Regions from separate parts of the Sus scrofa genome. Here region 1 is linked to region 2. A link is a contact called in public Hi-C data. All regions are on one chromosome and are shown on one strand. Each heading gives the region's core, a stretch centred on a gene start, on an enhancer-like site or on the middle of the called end of the contact. The rest is flanking DNA. Distances are from core to core; before and after follow the strand shown. Region 1 holds the start of LOC100517977 (tetratricopeptide repeat protein 30B-like). Region 2 overlaps AGPS (alkyldihydroxyacetonephosphate synthase, peroxisomal).

Region 1 (3,813 bases), core at 820-3,319, 120 kb after region 2:
GAAATGTTCAATTTTAGATCTAGGGGCCTTCCCCTCGCTCCCTTCACAAACAATTATTACAGAGCAGATGTTGACGTTTAATTTTGGCTATATCTATTGGCCTGGTCTATCAACTTTCGCTACAAATAAGAAACCAGCCATGAAGTTCCTTATGTGGCTCAGCGGTAACAACCCGACTAGTAACCATGAGGTTGCGGGTTAGATCCTTGGGCCCAATCAGTGGGTTAAGGGTCTGGCGTTGAGGTGACTTGTGGTGTAGGTCACAGACCCAGTTTGGCTTGGATCCCACGTTGCTGTGCCCATGGCGTAGGTAGGCCAGTGGCTACAGCACCAATTAAACTTCTGGCCTAGTGTGGCTAAAAAGACCCAAAAAAAAGGGAAGAAGAAAAGAAAGAAACCAGTCTTCCTAATCTCCCTACATCTCCATTGATCATCAGTGATGTGCATTCTCCTGTATAGTACTTAAGATAAACAGTGTTTGAATAAACATCTTTGCTATATACTATATGCTTAAAGACTTCTGTGCAAATCCTTTATCTGCCTCCTAAATAGTTTTACTGCCCATACATCTTTTCTACATATAAATTCCAGAGCTGATACCAGTTGCAATTTGTTATTGTGCCACACTTTGCTAGAACATTTACATATATTATTTCTAATCTTAATCACTACCATGTGTTCTGCATATTACCAATAAGGAATCTGTATACTAGAGAGTTTTAAATAATTTGCTCAAGACCACACAGCTAAGTGGTAAGCAGCAGTGCCTTGATATCCAGCAGCTAGTTTCAGTAGAAGACAGTGACTGCTCCTAACCTAGTCCATGCATTTCCTATAGATGAGTTTGTAGAGATCCAGCATTTGGTGCCACACCGTATGCTGGAATATTAGTGTATTTTTTTTTTTCTCCATGAGAACAACCAACCATCTTGGTGTGGGTAGTAGAAATTTGAACTTCCAGTTCTGAATTGCAGCTTTGAGCAGGTGTTAGGAAATAACTAGTCTGGTGTGGGTGGGTTGTATAGTTCCTAGTCACCCAGTATAGCAGGAAGGAGACTTCTGCAAGCATGTGATTGACTGTATAGCAACACAACTGACCTTCTGTCCTCATTCTTCTTCCTTGCTGAGAAATTGGCAGAGCTCTGTCCTTCTGGGTGGACCAGACAGTGAAACTTTCCTTTCATCAATACCGAGAAGAGGACAAACTGTACCTACCCATTTCAGAGGAGCTGAGTGGCATTCTGGCCGACCTAAGATCCCCAGAGAAAGCAGCTGATGAGGCCCACATTACTTCTTTCAACCTGATCTCTGGGTGCACCCTTTTAGGGCCTTCTACCCAGGGAAGTGCCTGGGTTGAGGGATGCTTGCTCATGCTGGTCAGTAATTAGGAACGAGTGGGAGTGGGAGGGAGGAGCTTCACTTTTATGGCTGCCTGACTACACTTGGCCCTTGGAAACTCAGGCTCAATATTTTAAAGTCATTATGTATGACCTATTACTTAGGACAAGTTGCTATTGTAAATCAAGGTAACAGGACAGAACATGGAAATGGGAAATTGCCTTTTATAACTTCGGTCTATCAGTTGGATCTCCAGAGTTGTATTTGCGTCATGAGAGCATTCACCCTCAAATGGCTTCTTGGAAAGGTATGCAAAATAGAAGGACTCTGCTCTCCCCCAGATTTCTCTGATCCCCGCAGGCATCAGTGGAGGGTCCCTTCTTTGTGCTGGTACCTGTCTGTGAGCAGCTGAAGTGGGCAGGAGGGAGGCTGTCCTGTGTCTTCCTCCTTAGTTCATGTGCTGCTGCTCCCAAGGCCTGGCTTGAAAAAAGCAGGACATTCGGCTTAGACAGATGGAGGGCAGGGTCATTTTCAAAATGAAATGAGTGCACAAATCATACTGCGAAATTGGCATGACCGTCCCTGCTGCTGTGATAGACTGACTTTTGTTTAGCCTCTGACAGGCAATTGGGGAATGGATGAGTTTTGTTGTTGTTGTTGGGGAGGGATGGTGAGGGAAGGTCCTTTAATTAATGATAGAAATTCTGGAAAGCACTAAATGAGGGGAAATGTTGTAAAAAAAAAAAAAAAAAAAAAAAGGTCATAAAGGATCATTTTGTTTCTAACAGAATCTTGAAAAACTGGAGCGTATATCAGGAAAGCCGGTGTGTTGTACCAATTCTAGCAATAAGAAAGCATTTGGTGGTTGCAATAAAAAGATTTAGTGCCTTATTGAAAGGACTTAGACTTTAGGAAAATGGTGTTGGACTCAAGGTGGATTTTGCTGCATAAGGGGAGGCATGTTTGCCGTGTAGAGGAATTCCATTTCAGGCAAAATGTTTGAAGCTAAAAATATGGTGTTTGATTCTTGATCTGCTTATGATTCTGCCTGCTAAACTGTGAGATAACTTAATTCTATATTCTATTTGTATGCATAATCTATCTGACATTCTTCTAAAACTAGTTGGAAAGTTTTATTATTTACCTTCTAAATATAATCACTTCCTGTTGGTAGATATTGGTAATTTATGAACATCTGAGCAACCACAGCTGTGGTCACTTCCCTTAATAAAGGAAGACCTTCTGCAAAATTATTTTCCAGTTGTTATCTCCTTTCTTTTTCATTCCAGGCCATTTTCTTCAGGATGGCCAGTTTGGTGGTTGAATCCCCTGCTTCTTCCATCTCACCCCCCAATCTTCTGTGATAAATAGGGCAAAAAGAATAAATTTGAGTCAAATTGGTAATGTAATTGATTGACTTTTAGGAGAATAAGTTCAATCTTTTAAAAGTTTTGAAAAAATTGTATATACCAGGTCAGCCCTTGGGAACATTTATGCTCAGATGGTAAGACATTTAACCTCATTATGAATTTGCTTTTCACTAGTGGTTCCAGCTTTATTAATATTTTAGTTAGATTTCCTTTTTGGATATACCTTTTTAAATCAAGTAGCTTATATTTGGGGGACTACAGTGTTATTATCGGAATTAACTTATCAGGGAGAGCACAATAACATTATGGTTTATAAACAGAATTACCAGAGAAGGCACAACTGTGGATGCTGGCATTTAAAGAAATCAATCAACCATCCAAACAGAGCTCCTCTAAGCCCCTGTGTTTATGCAGTACTTTCTGTACCAGGACCAGGTCATGCTTTGCCTAACTCCCCTCATTAATCGTCACAACCCTTCTGTGAATTAGGTAATTCTTACTGTTAGCCCCACTTGAAAAGCGTGGACTGAAAAGCACAAAGAAGCCAGTGGTTGCCACAGCCAGCACGTAGGCCTGGTGATTGCTTGAGCTGGCCAGTAGGGGCCACACTGCACCTCTTCCCTCTCCCCCTGTGCACCTCTCCAGTCATTTGCATTGGCCTTGGATCATTTGCTGCAGTTTGTTCTAATAGAACAGGCACAATGGTGTAAGAATTTTAAAGTTTAAGTACCGAAGCCGTTGTGTAATTGTATGGCGTCGGTGGCTGGCGGCCCTGCATTGATGCAATCCCCCTGTGTAATTGCCTGTGCAAATCTGAGTAATATGAAACAGACCAAGAACCCGTCCTGGGCTGCAGACTCTTCTCCCTCCAGAAAAACCTCAATAATTCGAAGAACCTTTTGTCATCTTGAAAATGCTCCACGGACAGGGCTGTACCACTCTTCTTCCCACACAGGCAAACATCACAGATCCAGACAAGGTTAATGAGCTAAATTGACAGCCAAAATTTAAATTGTAGGTCTTCAGATGCATGCTTGCCTCTTTCAGCCCTTAAATCACCCGTCTCAAGAGAAATAAAGAATATTCCAGAGCTTTAGTTAAACTC
Region 2 (4,194 bases), core at 1,164-3,663:
CATTGATTTTAGTCTATTAAATATCTAAATATCTAAATATCTACTTTGTTCTAAAATAATCCACTTTGAAGGATAATGTTTCCTTTAGGTATTTCATTAGGTCTTTGCTAGGCATTAAGCAGATCTTGTTGCTGATAAAGATCTGGCAACATGTGGATGTACCATATATATTGTGTACATAGATTTCTCCTCTCCAAATATTTTATAGAGGCCAATGATGTTTTATTTGTTGTCATAAAATTATATAGAAAGTTAAGACTTTTTTTCCAGTATATATCCTTAGGAACTAAGCTCTGAATCTCAGATACAGAAAGATGATGTTCATATTCTGCCTGTCTAGCTTCTGTACTGTATTAAATTTGTATCACATTTTTTTCTTTCTAAAACAGAGATGTGCTCCTGCATCTATTCGTCTCATGGACAACCAGCAATTTCAGTTTGGTGAGTTTAAAATCTGGTCATTAAGCTACAAAAATTTATGAAATACCAGTTATGTACCAAGAAGAGTACTGAGTACAGAGTTATAAAAGATAACTCAGAGTTCATGTCCTTCAGAAAGCTCTCAGTCTAATGAGGACAGATGATTATATAAATGAATGAGTGCAAGTGAAGGAGTGGTTGGTCCTGCTTGATTTTGCTTGAGTGGAGTGCAGGGTAGGAAAAGGCTTCTTGAAGGAGTGATGCTTAAACTGAATATTAAAGGGTAAATAGAAGTTTGCCTGAGATGGTCTTTTCTTTCCTACCAAATTTTTGTTCACTTATCAGGAAAAAAATGTGAAATTGTAAGACTTCAGAGGCACATTTGGGCTTTAAATGGTTCTGTATGGCTCAGTAGAGAGGAGGGTGTAACTAGTTTTAAGAGATAAAGCTGGATGGGTGGATTAGGGCCTTACAGGATAGATTTGGACTTCATCTTGTCAGTAGAAGGATATGTTGCAGAGAGAATACAATAATCCGCTTTGCATCTTAGAAAGCTCATTCTGCCCACATGCAGGATGGATTAGAATGGCGCAAGCATGGAGGAAGATTCAAAATAGTTAAAGAGGCAAATATTGGGGGCCTTGTTCAAGGCAGCAGCAGTGGAGATAGAGAGTAAGGTTAGATTTTCCAAAGAACAGTTTTCCAAATGGATGTGGAAGGTTAAATAAAGGGGGAAGAGTTTGATTGATTGTGTGGATTGAATGATGGTCTAGAACAAGAGATTTTGGGGAAAAGACATTACAGTGAGTTTTATTTAAGGTGTCCATTGAATATTCAGGTGGAGAATTCAGTAACAGTTAACCGTTTTTCTTTTTCTTCCTATTTTGCTCAAAGTACTAAACGTTCTGATACAATTTATCATCTTATCATTCTAGTTTTGTTGCTTCTGAATTTTTCCATATGCTGAAATCTAGTTTGGGAATTAATTTATACAATTTAAGTACCCTCAAGATAGTCCCCAAACAATTGCTCAATAATAAATACTAAAGGCAAGCATTTGTTTGGTCTAAGAGTAGTGTAGATTTTAATTTAGGGAAGAATGATTATTTGAATTATATAGAAATAGAGCTAAGGAACTCAGGTTAATGACATATTAAGGGTTCATTTTAAAAATTAGATTTTTCTAGGAATACACCTCGTGGCTCAGTGGGTTAAGTACCTGACACTGTCTCCATAAGGATACAGGTTCAATCTCTGGCCTCGCTCAGTGGGTCAAAGATCTGGTGTTGCTGCAAGCTGCAACATAGGTTGCAACTGCAGCTGAGATCCAGTGTTTCTGTGGCTGTGATGTAGGTCTGCAGCTACAGCTCTGATTTGAACCCCAGCTGGGAACTTCATATGCCACAGGTGTGGCCATAAAAAGAAAAAAAAAACCAACAACACAAACAAAAAAACAAACTAAAAATACTATATACTACTGATAAAACTTTAAGATAAATGTGTCCTATAAATAATGAAATAGTTAAATCAATTAGAAATCAAGCCACCTGTCTTTTGGCCTGTATTCAGAGAGCCAAGTATGTGATTAATAAGACTGTGTTATCCATTTATATGCTATTATAGTAGTAAACTATGTTAGACATAGACACCTTTATAAAATTAATTACAGTATGGCCAGATTTTACTTTTAACTGGCATTTATAACTATTTTAAAATGAAGGTTTGAAGAAAAAAATCCTTTTGGCTGTCATCTCTGTTCCCCATTCTCATTTTTATACCTAGGAACATGCTCTAAGGTTGGTTCTATCCTCTCTAGTCTTTACTGTGTCTGCTTTCCCTCTGCCCTTTACTTGGCTACCAAAGTGATCTTTGGAAATATAGATCCGATATACCTCTTGGCTCTCTAAACTTTTAGATCTCTCAGTATTCATTGAAGCCTTCCCATCTTGGTTCATAAATATTGAACTGAAGAGTAACTCATAGCACAGCAAGGGGTGTCTGAGCCTTGTACTGGCTGATTAGGCAATGTTTGTACCATGTTGGTTGTTAACAAAGTGCAAGCCTTACTATTGATTGTTAATATTTTTATTATCACCCCATTCCCATGACACAGCCCTTAATATATTATATTGAAATAATACATTTTCAATATATTGAAATGAGATATATCATGGAGTACATTGAAATAGTCTACATATATTCCCTGAGAACTAACATTCATCAGATTTAGGAGATGTTTCTTATTCTTTTATATGTGTCCTGTACCTATTAACATAACAGGTAACTTCAGTGTTGATCAACTTAAATCATCAAGTTAGCAAAAGAGTGTAAACAAATCTTGAATAGTGAATAGTGCAGTGCCAAGCACATTGTCAGCACACAACCATTCCTCAAGGTTGCATTTCCAGTTTATAAACAATTCAAAGGTTAAATGTTTTGGCCAGTGTCCCCATGTCATAGGTGGTGGATCTGTGGTTGAACCCAAATCTGTCTGACTCCAAAGCCCAAGACATTTTCCAGTGCTTCAGAGCATTTCTTTGAAATATATTTATTGAATCTTTTGAAATTATTTAAGTTCCCATTGTGGCTTAGTGGGTTAAGAGCCTGGCTAGTATCTATGAGGATGCGGGTGTGACCCCTGGCCTTGCTCAGAGGGCTAAGGATCCAGTGTTGCTGCCAACTGCAGGGTAGGTCACAGAGGCTGCTTGGATCTGGTGTTGCCATGGCTATGCCGTAGGCTTGCAGCTACAGCTCCAATTCGACCCCTAGCCTGGGAACTTCTATGTGCCACAAGCGAGGCCCTAAAAATAAATAAATTAATTAATTAAATAAAATAATTTAACATTATAATAACACAGAATTCATTAATCAAACTGTTCAGCTAGTAAATTTAAAAACACAATAGCTGAAGATTCCTGTCTTGGTGCAGTGGAAATGAATTTGACTAGGAACCATGAGGTTGCGGGCTCAATCCCTGACCTCGCTCAGTGGGTTAAGGATCCGGCGCTGCTGTGAGCTGTGGTGTAGGTCAAAGATGTGGCTCAGATCCTGCGTTGATGAGGCTCTGGCGTAGGCCAGCGTCTATAGCTCCTATTCGACCCCTGGCCTAGGAACCTCCATATGCCACAGGTGTGGCCCTAGAAAAGACAAAAAAAAAAAAAAAAAAAAGTAAAGGATAACAGTATCCTCTTAGTTAATGCTAATACTTGATCCACTTAAAAGTCAGTATCACTTTTACAATAATTATGTTTCAGAGCTATCATGTCAGCTTGGTATTAGGGATACATGTGACTAACTCACAGTAGTGCTAATAGAAGTTGTGTATATAAATTTCAATGTGATAGAAGTTCCTGCCGTGGTGCAGTGGTTTAAGAACCTGACTTGGGTCACTGCAGAGGTGCTGGTTCAGTCCCTGGCCCAGTGCAGTGGATTAAAGGATATGGTAGTGCCACAACTGAGGTATAGGCCACAGCTGCAATTTGGGTTCAGTCCCGGCCTGGGAACTTACATATGCCATGTGTATGGCCATTTTAAAAAGTAAAAATAAGTAAATAAATTTCAGCGTGATCAAATGAACATATACCCTTAAGGATTATTCCACATCAGAGTAGTAATATTTAGAATCCTCATACATTGTGCAATCCTCATACATTGTGCATGGACCAGAAGTCTTGTATGAGGAACAGATACACACGCTTACACATTTATGTTTATATATTTTCTTACAGTTGCTGTTAAAGTAGGATGAATTCCTTTGGGAATAGGAAGTGAATA

Evidence for each region. Hi-C and Micro-C count contacts between places; a contact is called where the count stands out from the background.
Region 1: a Hi-C map of liver shows a contact between it and region 2, with 2.9 times the contacts expected there. The contact joins the promoter of LOC100517977 here to the enhancer-like site in region 2. A contact is called at or near these places in 14 of 47 Hi-C or Micro-C datasets (alveolar macrophages, embryonic fibroblasts, fetal heart ventricle and 9 more) and 1 of 2 datasets of contacts at active chromatin or transcription factors (skeletal muscle).

Annotation. Positions count from the first base shown.
Region 1 is chr15:83,357,463-83,361,275 of Sscrofa11.1, forward strand. It overlaps LOC100517977 (tetratricopeptide repeat protein 30B-like), which reads right to left and starts at 2,070. Exons shown (of 4, transcript XM_003133505.5): 1 at 1-2,070.
Region 2 is chr15:83,234,523-83,238,716 of Sscrofa11.1, forward strand. AGPS (alkyldihydroxyacetonephosphate synthase, peroxisomal) reads left to right here. Exons shown (of 20, transcript XM_021075128.1): 12 at 390-441. Among named protein-coding and RNA genes, the nearest start is that of NFE2L2, 90 kb to the left of the region's middle. Within about 2 kb of position 2,414, at least 1 of the 83 cell types and tissues checked has an H3K27ac peak or open chromatin away from gene starts, as enhancers often do. A contact at or near this core is called in liver, where this site is marked.